3 separate regions of the Mus musculus genome follow, and all the other regions are linked to region 1. The links are chromatin contacts, called in public HiChIP or PLAC-seq and capture Hi-C maps. All regions are on one chromosome and are shown on one strand. Each heading gives the region's core, a stretch centred on a gene start, on an enhancer-like site or on the middle of the called end of the contact. The rest is flanking DNA. Distances are from core to core; before and after follow the strand shown.

What was found. HiChIP or PLAC-seq counts read pairs in DNA pulled down with a chosen protein or histone mark. Capture Hi-C pulls out chosen DNA fragments and counts their contacts.
Region 2: a FOXA1 HiChIP or PLAC-seq map of pancreatic cancer cells shows a contact between it and region 1. The contact joins the promoter of Usp4 here to the promoter of Sema3f in region 1. A contact is called at or near these places in 2 of 115 datasets of contacts at active chromatin or transcription factors (large pre-B cells and pancreatic cancer cells).
Region 3: a contact with region 1 is called in a capture Hi-C map of macrophages, with 3 times the contacts expected there. The contact joins the promoter of Impdh2 here to the promoter of Sema3f in region 1. A contact is called at or near these places in 2 of 39 promoter capture datasets (cranial neural crest and embryonic stem cells) and 2 of 9 other capture datasets (liver and macrophages).

What each region holds. Positions count from the first base shown.
Region 1 is chr9:107,707,072-107,711,522 of GRCm38.p6, reverse strand. It overlaps Sema3f (sema domain, immunoglobulin domain (Ig), short basic domain, secreted, (semaphorin) 3F), which reads left to right and starts at 1,561. Exons shown (of 18, transcript NM_001379496.1): 1 at 1,561-2,105.
Region 2 is chr9:108,345,546-108,350,098 of GRCm38.p6, reverse strand. It overlaps Usp4 (ubiquitin specific peptidase 4 (proto-oncogene)), which reads right to left and starts at 2,268. Exons shown (of 22, transcript NM_011678.2): 1 at 2,081-2,268. The coding sequence starts at 2,181.
Region 3 is chr9:108,557,625-108,562,178 of GRCm38.p6, reverse strand. It overlaps Impdh2 (inosine monophosphate dehydrogenase 2), which reads right to left and starts at 1,743. Exons shown (of 14, transcript NM_011830.5): 1 at 1,548-1,743; 2 at 1,097-1,145; 3 at 481-582; 4 at 322-396; 5 at 1-5. The coding sequence starts at 1,645. Qrich1 (glutamine-rich 1) reads right to left here. Exons shown (of 10, transcript NM_175143.5): 10 at 2,012-2,933. The coding sequence ends at 2,741.

The sequences.
Region 1 (4,451 bases), core at 312-2,811:
AATTTGCCATGTAGACCAAACTGGCCTGGAACTCAGAGAAGGGCTTAGATTAAAAGCTAAAGGCATATGCCAGCTCACCTAGCCTCTTTCGAGAGAGACAGGGTTTCTCTGTGTCGCCCTGACTGTCCTGGAACTCACTTTGTAGACCAGGCTGGCCTCGAACTCAGAAATCCACCTGCCTCTGCCTCCCAAGTGCTGGGATTAAAGGTGTGCGCCACCACCGCCCGGCTTTGTTAATGTTTTGAGTGAAGTATGACATTAGGGAGAAGATCAGATCGGTGCTGTCCCTCACTACAGCAGGTAGACATTTCCTCACCTTAAACAGCCAGGCCCTCTTGGAAGCATAGGAAGTACCCCACTTGTGAGTCAGGTGACCCTCAGTAGTATCCCAGCAGCCCTCTGATACCCACCTAATGCACACAGTCAGCCAGCCAGTGGGTCAGAGGAAGAGTGGCTCTTCTGGGAGTTGTAGCCAGGAAAAGGAGAGGATGGAGGAAGAAGAAAAGAGAAATGGAAAAGGAAGACAGGAGGAAAGAGGGGTAGGAAGGGGAGGAAGAAGACAAATGGAGGACTGAGTGGGGAGAGAGCAGAAGGCAGAGAGAAAGAAAGGAGGAAGACAGAAGAGAAGGGAGAGAAGAGGAGGGAATAGGAGATGGAGGACAGGGAGGAAGCAGAGGACAAAGAGGGCCAAAGCCTCCTGGGACCACAGCAAGAGTGTATGGGGAAGGGCTGAGAAGTGGTTCTGGCTGATGAGGCCATGACCTTGGGGGATGGGCTGCTCAGAGGGACCCTTCCTGGGGTCAGGGGAGGCTCTTGCTCAATTGTTGAGATTTGAAAGCAAGTGCCCTTTTCATAGCAGAGGGGTGGGGGGTATGCCTTGAGTCGTCCTCCTGTCATCTGGGTTCTCTGGAATATGGCACTGTAAAGGGAAAGTCTGTGAGGACCGCTGGCTTGAAATGAGACTTACTGGTGTTTGAGGTGATCACTTGGAGCATTTGGCTAGCTGGACAGAGCTAGTGGCTGGGCTGCACCCACTTGACCTACTCTGGAGGTAGCCATCTGTCGGAAGGTCCAGAAGTGCCAACCGTCCCAAGGGCTGCACCGCCACCTGCTGAGAGGCCTGGGCCATCCCAGGTCCTTCGCCGCTGGGCCGTGGCTGGCAGCAAGTAGGAAGGAGGAACGCGGAAGGGGGCGCGCAGGTGAGTGCTAGCTGGTTGCTCCCCTGCGCTCCAGCCCTTCTCACCAGGGAGTTGAATGCCCGGGTAAACACCAGGCGCGATGTGCGCCGTGTATCCACGGAGAGACAAAGCCAGGGCGGGGCGGGGGCGCCGCCCGCGATGCCAGGGCGGGGGTGCAGGGTGCAGAGCAGTCTCCCCTGGCGCGGGTTGCCCACCGCCTGGGAACCCTGAGCCCTGCCCGCGGACAGGTGGAGCGGGGGCGGGGCGGTGGCCGGGAGGGTCCCGCCCCGGAGGTGGGGCCGGGCGGGCCCGGCGGGGCGGGGCCGTGCTATGCAAATGTCGCCCACGGGCGGCCAATTGCCTGCGCTCCGCGCGCGGCTCCGAGCGTCCCGTCCCGCCAGCGGCCTCGAGACCTGAGCAGCTAGGGAACAAACCGCAGCGGTCCAGGGAGCCCCGAGCGCAGCGTAGAGCCAGGGTACGCTTCGAGGACCCGCGCAGCCCCGCTCGGTCTCCGGGCCCTAGTCAGACAGCCAGGCAAGCGCAGCGCCACCCGGCCGAGCCCAGCGCAGCGCTCTGTAGCCTAGCGCGCGCCACCGCCCGCGCCCCGCACCGGGGAATGCGCCCTCGGCGCGCAGGCCAGGGGGCGCCCGCAGCCCGCCCCGGGGGAGGCGGCCCCGAGCGCCCCTGAGCCTTTCCATGGCCCGGGCTAGGGCCCGGGGCCTCGGCTGCTGACGTGCACGAAGCCAGGGGACCCAGTGAAGCCGAGTCCGCGGTGCGGATCCCGGCTCAGGCTAAGAGACAAGAGGGCGCGGACAGGGCCGTGGCCCGGGGGGGGGGCAGCTAAAGCGGACCGGCCGGACGCGAACCTCTCCGCTGCTGCGGCGGCCACCGCTGCCCGGGCGCCCAGGCCCCGCCGCCGTGGACGAGGTGAGTACGGAGAGAACACGACCTCCCGACCCCACTAGGATCCGCGGCACTGCAACTCCTTAGAAGTGCGCGAGGTCTGGCGAACCGTGGCACACTGTCTGCGGGTACCAGGCGACAGAACTAGGATGTGCTTCATACCTGTCCCGGCGTCCTGAACCTCCCCGGTTCCCGGGCGCTGTAAAGATGTGTGTGTGACTAGGTGATGTGGCCTGCGGGATCACTGGTGTGTGAATTAACTTTTTCCACCCCCGCAAGGTTTTGGGTGGGTACCCTTACCCTCGTTGAGTGGGAGTTCGGATCCTTCTGTTTTAGTCCTCTGCTGACGCCTGCACTCTTTCCCAAACGGCGCGTTTGCACTGCCACAGTGTCTCTAATCTGAAGACCAGGTCAGCCCCAGGGGAAGGTCTAAATTGGAAGCCCCCACGTGGAGGGTCGCCCGGAACCGCAAGACAAGGGGATCTGTTTCCAAATGGGCTTTTCTTTCAGCCATTTGCCGATCTCCTGGCCCCCAGCTGCCTCTCGGTCCTTCTCCGGTTCAGGGGTCTCGGTGTAAGTGAGGTGTTGTTAAGTTGGAAGAGCCTGGGGTCAAGCCCCAGTTTGAACCACGGACCCTAGTGGTGAAGTGGGCAAGGGACCATGGGGGGTGGCGGGTTGTCTAGAGCAGGTGAGGTAAGGAAAGTGTCAAGATGAAGAGTCCTTTGGAACTAAGGCTGGGGTCCCAGCCGGACCTATAACTCCTCATTCTTGAAATAGGTGCATTTTGCCACCAGACCATTAACATCTGGGGAGAGGACAGACTGAAGCCTCCCTGTGTCCACCGTGGAGCTGGGCCAGGTAGAAGGAGTCCTGTTTCCCCGAATTCACTCTTTCTCCAGTACCCGCTACCCTAGTTACAGATAGGGGAAAACTGGGCCCGGGGGTGGGATGGAGCCGGGGCTGCTTCTCCAGCTGCTCAGGGGGTGTGCCTGGACGCAGTGGACTATCTTGTCTGGGCCAAGCAAGAATGCAGTCAGATCTACCCCCACTGTTCCCCCGTAGTTCCAAAGGAGCCAGGCCCGGAAGTAGGAAGGTGGGGGGTTGGAGAGGCCAGAAGCCCAGCCTCAGCCCCCGCTACTCTGCGTACCTTGGGGGTGGGGATGGAGCCTGGCCCAGGTGACCTTGACTGGGAAACCCTGGCCACAAAAGGGGGTTTCGGTCCCAGCAGATCTGCTTCCTGGTCTATGAGGTGTTGGGGGAGGGGGAAGCTAAGGCTCCAGGAAGGAGTCTTGGGGTGTGTGTTGGGGGGGTGTTAGCTGATGAGCTGGTGGGGTGCTGTTAGTAATTTCCTCCGTGTTCCTCCACAGCCCTGTTCTTGCCTTGCCTCCCTTCAATTGAGGCAGTTCTCTGCTAGAGGAGCCAACCTTCCTCTGCTAAGACAGGCTCCCCCTGACACACACATACACGCACATAGACACACGCACTATGAGCTTGGGAGGTCTGGATCAGGCTGGACAATCTGACCACCTGGCCCCCTGTCCCGCCCCCAGGTGCCTCTGGACCCCTTCCTCCGTCCGCCCCTTTCCTGCACCCCTTGCCAGCCCCAGCTCCTCGTTTCTTTGTTCAGGCGCCTCTCCTCCGTCCCTCCCTCTCTCCTCCCTCTCTCCTCCTCCCGCCTGCTGCCTCCCTCCCTTGTTCCCTCCCGCCAGCTTTCTTCTCCTCCTTTTCGGGTTTTTCTCCTGGTGGGCTCCCAGGTGGCGGTGACTGTTCTTCTCCTGTCCACCTACTGGAGCTTGTTCTGACTTGGGGGCTTTAAGGGGACTGGGGTTGAATGGGAGGTATTCAGGGGCTAGCTGAAGGGAAGGGACTGTAGCCGCCCCCTCCCCTCTCTGTCCCTCCTTTCCTCTTCATCCTTCTTTTTCCTCTGTCCTCCAACCCTAGATTCCCAAAGAGGGGCCCTGGATTTGGTCTTGAGGCCCTAACAGACTTCGCCCCACCCCCATTTACTCCTTCAAGGGCCAGAGAATTGTGATGCTCCCTGTAGGAGCCTCATGGGGAAAGGTCCCCTACTTTCTTGGACACCTTGAGTGAGTCCGACACTGGCTTTGGTGACCCTGACCATGTCACTGTGAAAAATGGGTATGGAAGAAAAATGAGGTCATGGGGGTGGATTGTTGACATGAGCCCCCTGATCAAAGCTCTCAGGGACTCAGACCTTCTAGCTTCCTTGAGCCGCACCCCACTAGTAGGTCAAGTTCTTGAGCAAACTCATGCTTGTGAAGGCGTGCGTGGGCATGCAGGTGTGGATGTGTGGATGTAGATACAGGACTGTTCACGGGGGCCTCCTGGTGCACCCTTAGGGTGGATGGA
Region 2 (4,553 bases), core at 1,019-3,518, 640 kb before region 1:
GTATGGTATGCACAACTCTAGCTCCAGGAAATCCAACAGCCTCTTCTATTCTGCATAGGCATCTGCATGCATAGCGTGTGCCATACATTCTCATATTCCTCTCCCTCCCCCCCCTCTCTCTCTGCCTGTCTCTTTCTCTCTCACACACAAGACACTGCGATCACTTATCTGTAATCCCAGCACACAGGAGGCAGATGCAGAAGAGTCTGCAAGTCTGTGGCCAGCCTGGCTACATCTCAAGTTCCAAACCAGTAGGGGCCACAGGGAGACCTTGTCTCAGAAACAAACAACCAAAACCATAAACGATTATTGAAAGAATTTTAAAACTAATTAACTTTGGAGATGGCGGGGGGGGGGGGGGAGGTGCACCCTCAGTATGTAGCCCAGGATAGCCTTGAACTAGAGAGATCCACCTGTGTATGCCTCCCAGAGGCTGGGATTAAAGTTGTGTGACACTATGCCTAGTTAGGATTTAATTTATTTCAGTTTTTCGAAACATGGTTTCTCTGTCTGTCCTGTCTGTAGACTGAGCTGGCCTCAAACTCTGAGATCCACCTGCCTCTGCCTCCCAAGCGCTGGGACTAAAGATGTGTGCCACCGCTCCTGGGCTGAGTTTTTCTTTTTAATTATGCTTTGGTTATGTGCCTGAGTTTGAGCATGACTCCCAGTGCCCACGGAGGTCAGGGGAGTTGCTATCCCTGGAGCTGGAGCTTGAGTTACAGATGGCAGGGAGGCACCAAACCCGAGTGCTGGGCCTCAGACTCAGGCACTGCAAGAATAATCTAAGTTCTCAGATGCTGAGCAGTCTCACCAGCCCATGAGCAATCATTTCAAATGGACTCTTTCTACAAGTAAAACTATGTTACTAAGTTATTAATCACATTACCCACCACCATTTTTTTTTTTTTTTTGAGACAAGGCTTTTACTATGTCACTGAGGTTGGCCCTGAAATTTGGCAGCAATACTCCTCCAGGACTAAGACTACAGGCATGAGCATCCAGACCAACCTGAATATTCTTTCTGTGTCATCCCTTTGCAGAATTTCTAAAGTACCTCTCTCTATTTGTCTGGCCTTTCACTGGCTCAATTTAAACACCATAAACTACACCTAGACCACACCCCAAACACATAAGTTCTGTTCTCTTTTTCAGTCCTCATATTGGTCATAATCAATGAGAAACCTACCCTATTATTTGACTCCTACACAGCAGCACCACCCAGGCATTTCTCCCCGACTGGGGAGTACAATCCCTTCTAGTTAACAATCTCTTAAGAGGCCTCATATTTGAATCTGCTCTAGTAAACCTGGAACTTTTTTTTTGGGGGGGGGGTGCTGCTCACTGTATGAGACCAGCCCTGAACCTACAGCAATCCTACAGCCTCTGCTCCTGCAAACCAATAAAGCATATGCCAGCGTGCCTGGCAAAGTCTTGTAACTTTCGATCTTCTATTTTGCTCCAGGAGTCAAGCTCCCCTCCCTTCCCCTCCCCTCCCACTCTTACATCTAACTACTGCTACAATTGTCCCGGACCATCTGACAACTGGCTTCTAGTTTTTGGCTTTGAATCCTGTCCCACGGTTTACAAGTTACAAAGTATCACAGTTTACAAGTTACAAAGTATCCACTTCGGATCCTCTCTCCACGCCAGGAGCGTCCTAAGCCACAAATTGCTACCGAGGTTTTAATTGTTAAGGATCGGAGGTGTGTAAGGGGTGGAAACTTCCCCCACCAAGGTCACCATCAAGCGCCCAAGTCTTCGGTGGTTAAGTGCTTTCCCCCACCTTCCCGCTCCCGCCGACCCCAGCGCGCCCCCTTTTCTATATTCTACACCCCCTGTCCCCGCCGGTCCAAGACTACTGTGAATCCGAATGGACCGGGACAAACCCCACGCCTGTCAGCGCTGTCCCCCAGCTGATCCCGGGGTTTCTTTCATCAGCGGCCGCTGTCAAGCCACTCTTTCAGACTCCAGGCACCGCCCCCGGCCCGCCTCCACCTAAAACTGAGGACAGAGGTCCGGCCTGAGGGCCAGCGAGCCGGCTAGACGCTCTGCGCCGCAGGAGGGCAGGGCGGACGCTCACCACTGCGCCCCACGTTGGAGCGTGGTCCCCATCAAGGCTCCGAGCTCCGTCTTCTGGGTCTCCACATCCGGTCGCTCACGGCTGCCCCGGCCTTCCGCCATCTCGTCCGCCGCCCCGGCCCAGCCGGCCCGGACATCCGCCTAGCGCACGGCGTGCTATGGGCCGCGCCCACGCACGCACGTAACCACGCACGTGCGCGCGCCCGGCACCGCCGTCGACTTTCGCCTCTTCTCCCCGCCCCCACGCGCTGTTAACCCCCCCCCGCCCCCTCCGGAGCCGAAGCGGACAGAAGCAGGCTGGACGCCCAGAGGCGGCGGCCACATCCACCCGTGTCTGAGCGGCTCCTGCGATCTGACTGCTGGCCCGCCCTCGACCCATCAGTCACTCGCTCCATCCTGGCCTGTGAGGTTAGCCTGATGCTAAATCCGTGCAGGAGGAGCCTGCCGCTTGCTTTTCTTGTTTCCACTCGGTTCCATGCGGCTTTCAGCAAGACTGCCTAAATGCGAGATTGAATTTACTGCCTCGGCAGCCCCTGTAGCCAAGTGCACACGGACGCATTGAGATCTGGACTGTCCGGTGTGGTCCAGCCATTAATAGTTGTTTCAAACAAGGGCCGGCGCGATGGCTACGTGGGTGACAACTGGGTTTGATCCCCAGAACCCGTGTAAAAGTGGAAAAAGAAAACTGACTCTTTAAAGTTGTCCTTTGTTCTCGACACAGACACTGTGGCACGCGTTCGCCAAACAGGCACACAATAGTGAAATTTGTTGTTTGTTTGGGACAGGTTTCTTCTAGCTGCTGTCCTGGAGCTGTTTATGTAATCTAGGCTAGTCTCGAATTTAGGCCCATTTGCCCTTTTCTCCAGAGTGCTGGGATTAAAAGCATACATCACCACACCTGCAAAAAACAAAAATAAAGTCATAAATAGACGCAAAAAACAAAGTTGTCTTAAACAACTTTGTATCCTGTCAGCCATCCAGGTCAAGGAGAGAGTAGCAACCACCGAAGCCGACAGAGGTCCAGGCATCTTAATTTTTTCCTGAAACAATGATTCCGTTTTCTTCCGGGCGGTGATGGCACAGGCTTTTAACCCAGCACTCAGGAGGCAGAGGTAGGCAGATCTCTGAATTCGAAGCCAGCCTGGTCTACAGAGAGAATTTTAGGACAACCAAGGCTACAAGAAACCCTGTCTTGAGGAGAAGAAGAAGAAGAAGAAGAAGAAGGAGAAGGAGGAGAAGGAGGAGGAGAAGGAGGAGAAGAAGGAGGAGGAGGAGAAGAAGGAAAAGGAGAAGGAGAAGGAGAAAAGGAGAAGGAGGAGGAGGAGGAGGAGGAGGAGGAGGAGGAGGAGGAGGAGGAGGAGAAGGAGAAGGAGAAGGAGAAGGAGAAGGAGAAGGAGAAGGAGAAGAAGAAGAAGAAGAAGAAGAAGAAGAAGAAGAAGAAGAAGAAGAAGAAAAAGAAAAGATTGCAAGTCTTGAAAATCTTGCTCTGGAACAGGTTTAAAAGCATGGTAGAAAGCCATCTGTGGAGATGCCCGGGCAACTGGTGAGCTTTTGCTTTTCAGGCAAATCCTGTTTTGTTTCGGTTTTTTTTTTTTCGAGACAGGGTTTCTCTGTGTAGCCCTGGCTGTCCTGGAACTCACTCTGTAGACCAGACTGACCTTGAACTCAGAAATCCGCCTGCCTCTGCCTCCTGCTGTGGTTAAAGGTGTGCACCACCACACCTGGCACAAATCCTGTTCTTAACAGTAAGGCAAGTAAAACAGTTTCTTGGCGGATAGGAAAGCATGTCCTTCAAAAAACTAATACAAAACAAACGAACCCCCAATTCCCTCACCTTCCCAGTAGATTAAAAAAAAAAGATACATTTTATTTTATGTGTATGTGTGTGCGCCCTGCATAAATGTATGTGCACCACCTGTATGCAGGCACCCTCAGGCCAGAGAGCATTGTAACCCCGAGAGCAATGGTTCTCAACCTTCCTTATGCTGGGAGTCTTTAATACAGTTCCTCATGTTGTAGTGACCCCCCTACCAAATTATTTTGTTGCTACTTCACAGGTGTAATTTTGCCGGGCAGTGGTGGCACAGGCCTTTGATCCCAGCACTTGGGAGGCAGAGGCAGGTATATTTCTTTTTTTTTTTTTTTTTTTTTTTTTTTTGGTTTTTCGAGACAGAGTTTCTCTGTGTAGCCCTGGCTCTCCTGGAACTCACTTTGTAGACCAGGCTGGCCTCCAACTCAGAAATCTGCCTGCCTCTGCCTCCCGAGTGCTGGGATTAAAGGCATGAGCCACCATGCTGGGCTGGCAGGTGGATTTCTGAGTTGGAGGCCAGCCTGGTCTACAGAGTGAGTAACGGGACAGCTAGGGCTATACAGAGAAACCCTGTCTCGAAAAACCAAAAAAGAAAAAAAGAAAAGAAAAGCTTAAAAAGGAAAAAAAAAAAAATGGAAGACTTTGATTTAAGTAATGTTTGAGT
Region 3 (4,554 bases), core at 494-2,993, 850 kb before region 1:
TATTTCTGGAAGGAATGGTGAGAAGGTCACTGTATCTTTGATATCACTGTCATCAGGCCCCTGTTCTAAAGGATGAGGTCCATGCCTAAGTGTCCTGTATAGCAGAGCCACGGAAACAAATGAAATGAAATGCTCAAACATGGACATAGGGGGTCTGGAAGCACCGTGCGTGCTCTAGCTAAGAAATGGGGTCTTGGGTCTTCCTCCTCAGTAGCTGAAGCTCACAGCAGGAGAAAGGACGCTTAGCAAAACAAACCCTCCACTTCCACCCCACGCCTCTAATTCCCAGCAACTCTTGGCCATGATGCTTGGCCTTCTAACCTTCACTTTCCGAACTTCATTGGCCTGGAATTCAGGTGTGCAGTTGTGGTGGATGAAACCAATACCTCCTGTAAGCTACAAGACGAACACACAAGTAAGTGATAAAACAGAAACACAATCTTTGGCTATAAGATGGCACCCATGGCGCTCAAGCCTTACCGCCATCGCGATGGCCATTCCAGCCTCTGTGACAGTGTCCATGGGTGAGGAAACCAATGGGGTCTTTAGTGTAATCTTCTTAGTTAGAGCAGACGTCAAGTCCTGAGGAGAAAAAGGACCAGCAAAGGAAAATACAGCTTATTCCTCAGGGTCCATCCCAGGAGCCCTGGGTGAGCTGCCATGTTCACCACAAAGCCTAGCCTGGTGCAGTAAGCTCACAGTAACGAACAGCAGCATCTTACCCCTCCTAGATATTTACCAATCCAGTTCCTAGAGTGGGTACAGGGGCACATGCCTACTGTAATAACAGTACCCACTCAGAAACAAGACTGAGCGTTGACACTAATAATTAGGGTCAACAAAACCACTTCTGGAACAGCCAAAGTAATGTAGGCAGGCTGTCTCAAAAACAAAATAGAGCCAGGCAGAAGTAGCGCACGCCTTTAATCCCAGCACTTGGGAGGCAGAGGCAGGCGGATTTCTGAGTTCAAGGCCAGCCTGGTCTACAGAGTGAGTTCCAGGACAGCCAGGGCTATACAGAGAAACCCTGTCTCAGAAAAAAAAAAAAAAAAAAAAGGAACCCCCCAAACCAAAAATCCAGTGCCTTATTACTCACCACCTGATCTGCAGTGAAGTCGATATACCCAGGAAGAATGAGAAAATCACTGTAGGAGGGAAATAAGCAGGTCTCTCAGGCTTGTGACACCAAGAAACTTCAACTCCATATATCATCCCATAAAACTCTTGAGCAGGGAGTTGTACCAGCAAGTGTGACACAGGCAAAATGTCACTGGGTGGATGCCACCGAGGTGTCATTAGTGCACGCTAACATATTCCACATATCCAGAGAACTGTGTCTCACGACTCAAGTATTAAATACTATTGAAATCACCCTCTAAACCCCTGCCCCTGCTTCACATATGTCGAAGTTAGTCTTCGGCGATAAGGAATTCCCGGATTCTGTTCCCCATCCGCTCCCACCAGTTTCAATGAAGCCCTCCCTCATCCGGCCTTCTCGCCAGCGTGCGGCCCCTCGCCTCGCCCCGATGGGTGCCCTAGACCCGCACTTGTAGGTGAGGCCGTCCCCGCAGTTGAAGAGCTGCTGCGCTGTGAGCCCGTCGTCCGGCACGTAAGAGGTGCCTCCGCTAATCAGGTAGTCCGCCATGACCACGGAGGAAGACAGACGCGTGGCTCCGAGAACCGCGCCGCTCCGAGGACCGCGCCGCAGAGGCCTCTGCCGTCCGGACCGCGCCAATATAAACTAGATTATTCCGTCACACGTTGCGTGCGTCGATGACGCCAGGCGTAGGGCGTGCGTACTGAGGGCCACGCCCCGTATAGAGGCGGAGCTGGCAGAGCTGGGTAACCACGTGCTTATCGAGCTCACAGGCCCAAGGCCAAAGGCCTGTTTCCTGTCCCACCCCTCCCCGCATCCCACCACAGCAGGATCCAGGCCCATTCAATTAAGTTTTGTTTCCACTCCCCCGCCCCCGCAGAGCTCCTCCCCCAAATAAAGACACGTTCTCCAGTAGCTTGTTGAAAAGACGTGCTTGTCATTCTTAATAAACAACTAGAATAAGAATACATAAGAGAAAGAGTGGTATCTTTATATGATACACAAGTGTATGTTACAAGAATTCCATCAGGCACAGGAGCCTCATTTTTAAGGCCTCAATGTTAGGCCAAAAAAAAAAAAAAGCGCATGGTAAAGTTTTTACTTTAACTTTTATGTCACTTGTCATAAAGAAGGGTGTAATAGAAATTGTCTGGATAAAAATCATAATTGAAGTTCCCCTTATTCTTCTTCCATCAAGATGTTAAGTTTATGTCTGAGCATTACAAAAAAAAAAAACAAAAAACAAAAAACAAATGTGGCTCTGAGTGGTCAGTAAAGTTTGCCGATTCCGAGTGACAGGCTGATGCATCAGCAGCTCCATCTTCCCTGAGGAAGGGAAGGGTCTGTATCTCTCCATACAGTCCAAGTTCCTTTCCCCACGCCCCAGACAAAAGAAAAAAAGAGAAAAGAAAAAGCCAACCACTTCCTAGGACACCAGGTTCTCAGAAAACCCAGATCCCTATGAACCAGGGGTCTGCCCATTTTATGAAGATGCAAAGAGGGCAATATCGTCTTTTACATTTTGAACAGAAGTAGCCTGAAAAGCATCATAACTACAAATTAAAAAAAAATGTGGAGGCCTCTCCTTTAGTGTGAAAGTCTGTCTGGTTTTTCCTGGATCTTTTTTCCTATAGCTGAGGCACCTCAGTGCATGGTGGTTGCATTGGCCACGGCAATGGCTTCTTGGATTTCTCGTATAACCAGGATCCGGGTCAGCATCTGTCCCATCTGTTCTCTGCTGATAGGCTGGACTGAGTACCAGATTGGGCTGTTGGGAGCTACAACTGGCTCAGGTGTCAGGTAAAAGGTGTCATTTCGGCCTTTCACACTCTGAGGGCTGAAGAAGAATTTCAGTAAGTAATAGCATAATTCTAACCCTTCCTGTTTGAGCCTCCCAAACAATTTCAGGTTGAACTACTTAAATCTATCTATATCCCATTGGCAGCAGATAAGCATCTAGAAGACCTAGCTCCAGCTGTTTACCCACATTGTTTTTAACTCAGCAGCAAAGGCCAATAACCACCTTCTCTGGGCTCAGTACCTCTTCAGTACTCAGTACCTCTTCAGTACTCAGCGTGCTCCAACAGTCTCACAGCCATTCCCTCATCCACTCAAAATTTAAGGAACATGTGTCAGCTTTATATTAGGTACAGATGTTAATTAAGTGGGCAGGGTTCCTGACATGTTATAAAAATATGTAAGAACTGATACTAGGTAAGAGCGACAGAGGAAATAGCTGAGGACAAAGGTAGGCGATCTAAATATGCTTTATTGGAGCTGCTAGTAATGTCCAGAAAAGGGAAAACTCTTGGATGTAAAGTATGGTTATGGGCTTTTCAAGCAGCAGACATGAAATAGCAATGCAAGTGCATTGGGAAATTGTTCATCACTTATAGAAGAGTGACGAACTCACTGAAGGTTTTATTCTAATGAAAGTACAAAGACCCATAGCCACAAAAGCTGTTCTGACATTGATAGGAAGAGGATGTACCAACCTGCTATGACAAGAATACAATCAGAAACCTAAAGGAACCCCAACACCCCTATGCTGATGGCACCAGCAATAAACTTTGAGCCAGTGACAATGTCCACCGTGTGATTTTAAAAGAAAAAAGCTGCTCTTGCTTCTCTCTTGCCCTCTTGGGCTATTCCCTTCCCCCTCTCTTCCCTATTCCCTTCCCCCCTTCTCTCCACATGCTCATGGCTGGCCTCTACTTCTCTATTCTCTCCCCCTCTCTGCCTTTTCTGCCACTACTATCCTCTTGACTCCCCCCCTTTGCCCTTAATAAACTCTATTCTATACTATAAAAAAGAAAGAAAGTAAAGAAAAAAGCCTTTGTACCTGTATACCCTCTGTGAAGTTACGTCAGAGCCTGCTGTGGTGATGCACACTTTTAACCTCAGTACTGTCTGTCAAAGGCAGACAGATCTCTTGTGTGAGGCCAGCCTAGTTACAGAATGATTTATAGGCCACCCAAAGCTACATAGAAGAAACAATGTCTCAAAAGAAGTGGCTAGTGGAGTTCATGATCCATTTATACTATAGTGTTGTGTATATGACACTTTTTGGCTAGGTGTGGTGGGAGAGACCATTACTCTGAGCACTCAAGAGGCAGAGGGAGGTAGACAGTGTGAATTCAAGTCTGAGGCCAACCTGATCTAAGTGAGTCTCAGGATAACCTAGGTTATACAGAGAGTTTTTTTGTGACTCCAAACAAAAGTCATTTCTTTGGCAGTACTGAGGATTTAATTCAGGGCACACCAGACATTATCACTCTAATCCTGAGCCAACACCCCTAATTTCTCTTTTGGTATCTGTGTACATCTTTATTATTTTTCTTGTTTTCAAGAAAGGGTTTCTCGCAGGGCGAGGTGGCACACGCCTTTAATCCCAGCACTTGGGAGGCAGAGGCAGGCGGATTTCTGAGTTCCAGGCCAGCCTGGTCTACAAAGTGAGC